Linked DNA regions of Mus musculus: all the other regions are linked to region 1. The links are chromatin contacts, called in public HiChIP or PLAC-seq and promoter capture Hi-C maps. All regions are on one chromosome and are shown on one strand. Each heading gives the region's core, a stretch centred on a gene start, on an enhancer-like site or on the middle of the called end of the contact. The rest is flanking DNA. Distances are from core to core; before and after follow the strand shown. Region 1 holds the start of Zc3hav1l (zinc finger CCCH-type, antiviral 1-like). Region 2 holds the start of Adck2 (aarF domain containing kinase 2). Region 3 holds the start of Mkrn1 (makorin, ring finger protein, 1).

Region 1 (3,105 bases), core at 303-2,802:
AAAAAAAGCAGTTAAAATGAACATCTAAAGTGGTGGTGGGAGGTGGCTCCCTATCACCTTCGCCTTTGAAGGGGCGTGGATTAGCAGAACAGAAAGCTAGCCTCAGCTAAATGACAAGTTCACTAACATCCTGGGCTATTTAAGATCCTATCCCAACAAAAGAACACAAACATCGAGGGATAGACATCAGTGAGAGAAAGCCTTGCCACAGTTGATGGTAGGATGGCGACTTCTCAAGGACTCACCTCTGGGAAAAGGCAGGGGTCGTTCTGCAAAAGCAGGATTCGCAGCTGCCCTTCATTGAGGCCAAAAAGCCCCCGGCTTTTCAGGACTTGGACGTTGATAGGTGTGTGGATATCATGGGACAGAGAACAGGTAGACCTAGAAGAGTTCAAAGCAGTCAGGAGGCCGGGTCAAGAAGAGGGAAGAGGCTGGTGGGTCTAACTCTGCCTAGGGCATTTCCACTTCACAAGTGAATTCCCCAAGTACTAATAAAACAATTCGGATTGAGGCAACTCAGCTTCCAGGGGTCATTTCCCTGTTCTGTGAGTACCCTACCCTCAGGCTTTTTTGAGATTACTTATCTGTTTTTGTAAAGACTAAAACGTAATCTTCAGGCCAACAACAGCTGCTGGCCTCTCTTTGTCCACCAACACTACAAAGAAAGCACTAGAAAGCTTCCCGGATTGCTGCAAAGCACTGGGCTTGGGCTATGCAGCACTATGCCCTCACCCCATCCTGCCACCAGTTTCCTGCGATTGGACACCAGATTTTTAAGCGCGAAAGGGCTGTGGTTATGGAAGGAGGGAGAGAAGGGAACAGAAGTTCCGCGGGCCATAAAGCCCCCAGGTGTCCCTCAAGCGGCATTTGGCATAAGTGAATTCAAAAGTGGCAACACGGATTCAACCGGGCTGCTGTTGTGGAACATCCTAGCATCCTGGGACAGGGACAGCAAATTGGGGGGCGGGGGGGGGGTGAATAATAAACCTCAGTGGAGAGACCTTCCATATTATTTCTCTCGGCGACTAGGTGCACAGGGCGGCCAGCGCGAAGGCCTTTGTCCCATCCCACCCAGGCTCGCCGAGAAGCATCCGGAAGGCGCATCCCGCCCGCCCGCACCCACTGCCCCGCTGGACACTGAGGACTCCGCCCCTCACCAGCAGTCGCGGTGGGGGCACTTGCCCAGCATGTGGCGGCGACACAAGTGCAGCTGGTCGCAGCCCTGACACTCCCCGCGCTGGTAGCGGGCGCAGAGGCGCGCGGAGGACACGGCCATCACCCTGCAGGCCGTGGCGCCGCCGCCTGAGCCCGCGCCCGCGCCCTCGCCCGCCGCCACCTCGGCCTCTGCGTCCCACGGGCCGTCGCGCAGCTCCACCTCCTGCAGCAGGAAGCGCTCTGGACCCGCGCGCCGCAGCACGGCCCGCAGCTTCGCCTCCGACAGCTCCACGTGGCCGCGCAGGTCCTGCAGGAACATGCGGCCGCCGTGAGCACACAGCACCTTGGTGAGGAACGCGCACAGAGTGAGGTCCGCCATGGCCCGCCAGCGCGTCCCCGCCAGCCCGGGGCCTCCAGGCTCCTCCCCGCCGCGGCCCCGACCGGAGCCTGCGAGCTGTAGGGGGCCGGGCCTCAGAAGGCAGGGCCTGAGCCCCTGCAACATTCCTGGCTCCTGGGTTCCTGGCAGATACCGGATAACAGGGAGGGCTGCAAAGAATGTAAACTGCTGAAGTGGTTCTCCCAGCCTGGGGGCGCGCGCCTGGAATGTTAGCTAGCACCTGGGAGGTGGGGGCAAGAAAAGGCCGAGATCAAGGCCAGCGTCCTTTGCAAAGGGGAGTTGGAGGCTAGCCTGGACTACATGACACCCTGTCTCAAAAAACCTAGTAAGGAACCAGCACAGTGGGTAAAAACTTCCTAAGTGTTGGGGTCCATGAGTCGCCCCACGAGCTTACACAAACCCCGATTTCAGTCAGATAGGGATGGTTTATTGAACACACACCATAATACTGATCAATCAGCTCCATGCCTCAGATGGGATTGAGCCATGATATTGTTGATTTTTCTCTGTCAGCTTATAAATAAACATTTTTCCTATTGTCAAATTGGTGACAATATACATAAACACCCACTAAACCTAAAAGGATTTTCCTTCCTAACAATGGACAAATTCCTAGCGTATTATTCCTCTACGGAGTGGTCGAGAGATATTCTATGGTTTCGTCGCTATGATTCCTTAATGGAAAAGAACCCTGTTGCTCCTGTAGAACCTGCCTTTCCCTGTGTTCCCTCCCTACTAAGAAACGGTTTACATGGAATCCTTATCTGCTTACCAGGGAGCCCAGCCGAAAATGTAAACTGAGAAGTGGTTCCTTGGGATTACCTTGTAAAGGGTCTGCTCTCAAACAATCCTTCTCTGTTTGCCTCTGAGAGAAGCCGACCTAAGATACAACTGAAAAAAGAAAGATTCAAGTTGAGAAAGGGGTTAGAGAGGAATGAAAACCACATGCACACAGAGAGAAGAGACGTTCAAGCAAGATAGAGATAGGGAAGAATTTTACTTCAAGGGCACTGATGTTGTAAGCAAGTGTATCCAGAAGTTTAATAAGACTGATTCTGTATGTTACAGAATAGATGGACTGGGAAGACAGCCCAGTGGATAAAACACTTACTAGACAAGTGTGAGGCTGGAATTTGAATGCCCAGATCCTATACAAATACAGGAAGATGTGGGGGCCACTTGTAATGCAAGCACTTGGTAGGCAGTGGCAGGATCCACAGGGGCAGCTAATTGGCTAGACTAACCAAATGGGTGAGATCCCGACTCAGCCAAAGACCTTGCCCTTAGAAATATATTCAATTTCAGAATTCTGGATTGTAATTCATTCCAGATTAAAAGTCTGAATGAGTACCGTGAAAAAATTTGAAATTCTGCCATCTTTTCAGAGAGTTTTTAAATGCTAGAGGCCTGATATCATATAGGGGTATGGTAATTTGAATTTGCTTGGCCCAGGGAGTGGCATTATTAGGAGATGCGGCTTGTTGGGTAGGTGTAGCCTTGTTGGAGGAAGTGTGTCACTGTGAGGGTAGGCTCTGAAACAAGTTTTCTCCTGT
Region 2 (3,105 bases), core at 307-2,806, 1.3 Mb after region 1:
GTTCATTAGGAATGGCTGTAAACCCCATGCGGGTGCTAAGAATGGAACCCAGAGCCTTTGCAAGAACAACTAGTGCTCTTAACCACTGAGCCATCGCTCTCCAAGCCCTATTTTGCTTTTTTGAAACAGGGTCTCACTATGTAGTCCCTGTTGGCCTGGAGCTTGCTATACAAAGCAGACTGACCTCCAACTCACAGATTTTGCCCACCCCTTCCTTCCCTTCCCTCCTTCCCTCCTTCCTTACCTCCCCCTTCCTTCCTTCCTTCCTTCCTTCCTTCCTTCCTTCCTTCCTTCCTTCCTTCTTTCCTTCCTTCCTTCTTTCCTACTGGAATTGAAAGTGAGGGCACCGTGCCTGACACCTGACCACATTTCAAAGCAGTGTAAGGCATCATGTCTGCCTTGGGAAACCCAAAGGGTGTACCCCATCTTTTAGAGTTAGGAACTGGACTGTTATTGACCATACAGGAAGAGCCATTGGCCACTCCACTATTCCTGACTGTTAGTGGCCCTGATCTTACCTTTGGAGAAATTACTATATCTTCTGAGCCTTCTGGATGGCCAGGGGGTGTGTGTCTTGAGGTTGAATGACATGTCCAGTGATAGGAACCCTGGCCTTGTCCTTGTTTCTCTTTTTCTATAATCCTTTTCACCTGGGATGTCTTTAAATCTACCCTTGGTCAGACTTTTGTGCAAATTTCTTTCCACACAGGGACAAAAGCTGTTGATAGGTAGTAGGGACTGTGGTGCCCCAGGGCAGGCAGCTTTTTAAGTTCCAGAGCGCTGAGAAGAAATTGCAAGCCCTTTCCCTGGCTATGTAGGCTCAGTTCCCATGCTCTATCACCTACACACACACACACACACACACACACACACACACACCCCTCAGAACATCAAAAGTCTTTCCTACTTTGGAACTTTTATTTGGCTCCTCTCCCAACACCCTTTTTTTCTTCTCCAAAGTAGCCCAGCCTATGATTCAACCAGCTCCTCACTGCTTCTGTGGCCCTTGCTACATTTTTATTTCTATGACATTTATTTTGTATGTGGGGGACACGACTTAAAAGGAATTGGTGACATCCTTCCTTCATGTAGGTTCCACGGATCGAACTCATTTATTTCGTTGGGCTTGACATAAAATAATATCGTTACCTATCTAGTTTAGTATATATTCTTGTGACTCAACAAATATTAAATTAAATTCAAGAAAGACCTGATTTGGCTCAATAAGTCTTAGTTAAGTGTATAAGCCATTCCCTAAGGTCTAAACACCGCCGCTAAGTCAGCGTAGCCTGAGACTCAAGAACTCAGCAGCTGAAAAATCTGTCCTTCCTTTGGACCCACTTGTAATATTCAGTGTAGTTTAATATTTCTAGGATTTAAGCTACGAGGCTGTGAAGAGGAAAGGCAGACGCGGAAAAGAGGGCTACAGAGCTCGCGTCTGCGTTTTTTCTCTAAATCATCACAGGAACTCGATGTGCCCAGGCGCTTTTGCCCTAGTTCGCGCCGTGGCCCCTTTAAGGAGCATGTCGTGGGCAGAGAGGGCGGAACCAGGTACCGGAAGCTGGGAGCAGCGCTGGCCCGGACGCTTAGTGCTCTCTCTCTCTGCCTGGTTGTCACTGCCCGCTCTGTGCAGGTCCCGAGCCATCGGCTCGGCATCTCCGCCGCCCCCCGGGAGCCTGGCCCGTGAGCCCGCCGGAGCGCGCCTCTCAGGTCTTCCCGCGGCCCTCTGAGGCTTCGTCGTTCTCTCTAGGCCGCGGGTCCGCATCTCCGTCCCTGGCGCTCGGCGACTCCCTGCACTCTGAGCTCTGGCGCTGGACAGCTTGTCACCCGTGGTCCCCGGCTCAGGTCCCCGTTATCCCTCCCCTCCTGGGCTGCGCTAGGGGGCGCGGTCCGACTCATCCCCGCTTCGGCACGGAGCGTCTCCACAATGGCTTCCCTTTAGGTAGAGAACAAGCAGTCTAGGCCAAGGGGTCTAGAGAGGATGGTGACCCCCTGGCGTTTGTCTGTCAGGGTCTGCTTGTCACACTTAAGATGCTTTGAGTTCAGAAAGGAACTTGGGCATTCCAGACCCCTGGGATGCTCTCGCAATGCCAGACTATGTTGGTTTCTGCTAGGTACTTTGCCCAAATTAATCTCAGCCCATGGCAGTGTTGGAGAGGGGGCGCCTGGCAGCTTGTGCCAGAGAAAGACTCACTGGAGTGACCTGGCGGAAAATGGACTAGTGGAGAAGGTGGCCCAAGAAGGGCCTCTGGCCCGCGTCTTACTGTGTCTCCGCCTAGGGCTCCGCGCTGGTGTGCTCTTGGCGAAATTCTTCCCCCTCCTCTTCTTGTACCCTCTCACCTACTTGGCCCCTGGCCTCTCCACCCTCTGGCTCCATCTGCTTTTCAAAGCTACAGAGACCTCAGGCCCAACATATATCAAATTGGGCCAATGGGCCAGCACCCGGCGCGACCTCTTTTCAGAGGCTTTCTGTACCCAGTTCTCCAAGCTGCATGTCCAGGTGACCCCCCACCCTTGGGCAAGGACGGAATACTTACTCCAGCAGGCATTTGGGGAGGATTGGGGCAGCCTCCTCTTTTTCGAGACCCGGGAACCTGTAGGTTCAGGTTGTGTGGCCCAAGTGTACAAAGCGTTCGCTAGTATTTCCTTGTTGGAGGAAGACAGGATCTGGAGACTTGGGGAGCTCTCTGCCCCAGGAACCAGGGCCGTGGTGATGCAGAGAGAGCCCTTTATGAAAGACCGGAAGCCTTCAGAAAACCTTGCCGACGAAGCATTTCTAGAAAAACTGCTTCTTCCTAAAGCTGACCTTGGTGGGTCAGAAGTGGGTGTGTCTCAGGCTCCCTGGCATCTGCCTAAGTCAGATCACCTCATCCCAGTGGCAGTGAAAGTAAGTGCTCTCAGACCTTGCCTAGCACTTTAATCAAGTACCTACCCACTGAGCTGTCTGCCCCAGATCCGAAAGAGACCCTCGTGAGGGGCACATTGCTTTCTGTTCTAAGACTGAGTATTCCTTCTCCAAAAATGCTTGGGAATGGGAGCGTTTTGGATTTCATACGGTTCTGGATTGTAGAGCATTTGTATATCTTGGATGAGATAGCCTGGGAT
Region 3 (3,105 bases), core at 204-2,703, 1.1 Mb after region 1:
GCAACAGTGTTAGGACAACCAGGCTGCAAAGCTGGACCTTGCCTCAAAAAAAAAAAAAAAAGAACAGACTGAGGGGAAAGCTTTAATCTGACGTTATTAAATGTGTTACAGGAAAGACTGGAAGATTCTTCAGTTTGGGAGTTAATATCAACACCGAGTTGTTCATTAGGAATTGCCTTTAGCATTTGCGGTTAATAAACTGTCCTTGCCGGGTTTAAAGTGGCATTTCCTTTTAATTTTCTTAGCCGATAGAAAAGCGTATATAGTCCTTCCTGGTAGTTAAAATCTATATACTCGGGCGTGGTATCATCTCACCCCTGCACTCCCGCACTAGAGAGGCAAAAACAAGAGGATTGCCGAAAATTCTAGGGCAGTCAGACTATATAGGTCAACCGGGGCCACACAGTAGGACTGTCTCAATAAGCCCCCTCCCATCGTTAATACAAACAATCCTTCCTCCAACGTTTATAGCTGGGGAATTATTTTTTAACATACGTACTGTATAACTGTCACCTGATCATACATTTTCCCAATAATTTCGTCTCGCTTACCAAACAAGAACCAAACCTCTCTGGTCGGATCTCCTTTCTCGCAAAGAAGAACGCCTCTCAAAGGGACAGTAATAATAATGGCAGTTCATAAAACCAAGGGTGGAAGAGCCTAACGCCGGCTCCGAACGCTCGGTTCGGAGACAAAGCTCGGAACCGCCGACCACCGACTTACATACAAAGGCATACAAAAGCGGCTGCTCCCGGCGGGGCGGGGGTGAGCGGCGCAGAGAGCAGAAAAGACGTTACAAACGGATAGCCCGGCTCGGAGCCCCGGGGCCGGCCGAGCTCGCCGGGACCCTTGGAGGGTCTCAGGGCGCACCGAGGGTCGTTAGAGCCCGATTCGCATCGGCGAGCTCGCGCCGCATCCCCGAACCTGTAGCGATGGAGGCCAGGGCGGGGACACCGGTCCTCTCCGCACGCACCGGGGCGCCGCTGAGCGAGGCGAGGTGACGGGACCGCCCTGCAGTCCGAGCCCGCAGTCTGAAACCCGCAGCGATGCCGCGGCCAACCTCTGCGGAGGCTGACGCAGCGATGCTGTACGGACAGCCGCAGCGGGGACCCCGCGACGCCCGCCTCCGCCTCTTGCTCGGCCCCGCAGCCCCCGCCCTCCGCCGCGCCACGCAACGTCCTACCTGCAGGTGACCTGTTTCGTCCAGCCGCCGCCGCTGCCGTCGCTGCCGCCGCCCCCTCCTCCCGCCCCCGGGGACGGGGCAGCGACTGTGGGGATAGAGGTGAGGGAGGCCGCTGCCACCGCCGCCGCTGCCGCTCCTGCTCCTGATGTTGTGGCTGTTGTTCCGGGAGCCGCAGCCTCCGCCATTACTGTTTATCCCACACAGCAATGGCCCCGGAACTTCCGGGATCACATAGTTCCGGTCCGGCTGAGAAGGAGAAGACAGCGAAGGGAGGGGAGGGGAGGGAGGCTGAGGAGCCCGAGAGCTCTGCGCCAGTCCCGCGCCGTGTCACCGCGTCTCCGAGCGCTCAGGTCTCAGGAACTGCGGGCTCCGCAGGGCACCCGCGGCCCTCCTCCGGCGACGCTGATTGGTGATGGCTTAGGCTCCGCCCTAAAGGGGCGTGATCACACGCTTAGCCAGGTGTGCTAGGATGGTCCTGGTCCTAGCCATCCTAGCCATCAAAGGACCACATGCAAGGACCAACTTCTGCCTATGGCTGGTGGCGCACGTACAAGGTGGGGGAAGGCCTGGGGCTGTGTCTGCTCTTTATCTAGAGTGAGATCCCAACCTATTGTGTTGGGATCTGTTTCTTTCTCTCACAGGAACTGTCAGAATCCCTGCTGATGGAAGTGCCCAGGTGGGCCTGGCGGCAGACATCTTGGAATCCCACCAATGTGAAGACTTGAGTATCACAATGGCTGCAAGTTCGAGACCAGCCCAAGCTAAATAGATCCTGTCAAAGTAATAACAGTAATGTTGTAAATGAATTATGTGTGGTAGCCTGTTTGTAATACCAGCTCTTGGGAAGCTAAAGGAAAAAAGTGTTTGGTTTTATACCTGACCAGGAACTGAGGTGCATATTTTACATATCAAAGCAGACTTGACCTCCGGACTTCCCTAGCGTCCTTTTAGTCCCTATCTGGCATTCCCTGCCCCCAACCTTGAACTTTCCAGCCCAGGAGCTAGGCTGCCCTTCACCCCAGAGGCTCCTCCCTATATTTCTAGACATTTTCTCTGTCTCCTCTCTGCCTGCATGCCCTTTCTTTTTTTCTCTCTCCCTTCCTTATCCCATCCTTACCCCCGTGGCGACTCCTGAGGCCAGTGAACTAGCCTGCCTGAGAGAGCTTCCCAATAAACCTGCCTTTAATAGACTCGAATCTAGTGTGAATTGGCTCATTTCACCAACATCAGAGAAATAACCTATCAAAAAGGGTCACAGGCTTGAGGCCAGCCTGGGCTACACTGCAAGAATCTGTCAGTAAGCAGACAGCCTTCAAGGACATGCTCCCAAGTACTGGCTCCCAGCTAACTATGCCCATTCCCCTAGAGTTTCCACCATCAGGTTATATGAATCCACTGATGAGGGCAGTGCCAATCATTTCTCCAAAACTGTGTCTAAGCATAAATCACTGGAGTCCAAGACACATCACATGAACTTCTGAGGAACATTTTAGATCCAAAGTTCTCTCTCCCTCCTCAATAAAGTAAACCTGGCTGGACTTCAATGAACAGAGATCTGCCTCCCAAATATTGAATCCTGGGGTTTAAAGACTTCACCACTGTCCCCCTTTATTTTATTTTACTTTTAATCTTTAAGATTTGTTGCACAGCTGTTGGGGAGGTAGCACAAATGTTAGCAACAAATTCAATGGAAAAGTTCTTGTCACTATAGTCATTCACAGGGACAGGTCTTAGCCCTCTAAAGTGTTGGTGTCAAGACTTCATATGCTGGAGTCTCCCACATCTGAGCCAATTACCAAGCAAAGGAAAAGATATGTTCTGAGTGGGCAGTGTATCCAGTTTCAAGTTGTGTTGTGGTCTTACTGTCCACTCCCTGGTACTCTAGTGTCCACAGACACCTGGGAGGCAAAGAGGAGACATAA

Evidence for each region. Promoter capture Hi-C pulls out the DNA fragments that hold promoters and counts their contacts. HiChIP or PLAC-seq counts read pairs in DNA pulled down with a chosen protein or histone mark.
Region 2: a contact with region 1 is called in a promoter capture Hi-C map of liver, with 4 times the contacts expected there. The contact joins the promoter of Adck2 here to the promoter of Zc3hav1l in region 1. A contact is called at or near these places in 3 of 39 promoter capture datasets (liver and pre-B cells).
Region 3: an HNF4G HiChIP or PLAC-seq map of pancreatic cancer cells shows a contact between it and region 1. The contact joins the promoter of Mkrn1 here to the promoter of Zc3hav1l in region 1. A contact is called at or near these places in 1 of 39 promoter capture datasets (pre-B cells) and 2 of 115 datasets of contacts at active chromatin or transcription factors (embryonic stem cells and pancreatic cancer cells).

What each region holds. Positions count from the first base shown.
Region 1 is chr6:38,297,707-38,300,811 of GRCm38.p6, forward strand. Zc3hav1l (zinc finger CCCH-type, antiviral 1-like) reads right to left here and starts at 1,553. Exons shown (of 4, transcript NM_172467.3): 1 at 1,158-1,553; 2 at 246-381. The coding sequence starts at 1,534.
Region 2 is chr6:39,572,320-39,575,424 of GRCm38.p6, forward strand. Adck2 (aarF domain containing kinase 2) reads left to right here and starts at 1,557. Exons shown (of 8, transcript NM_178873.3): 1 at 1,557-2,887. The coding sequence starts at 1,982.
Region 3 is chr6:39,418,916-39,422,020 of GRCm38.p6, forward strand. It overlaps Mkrn1 (makorin, ring finger protein, 1), which reads right to left and starts at 1,454. Exons shown (of 8, transcript NM_018810.2): 1 at 1,184-1,454. The coding sequence starts at 1,368. It overlaps Gm10244 (predicted gene 10244), which reads left to right and starts at 1,463. Exons shown (of 2, transcript NR_152168.1): 1 at 1,463-1,737; 2 at 1,825-2,379.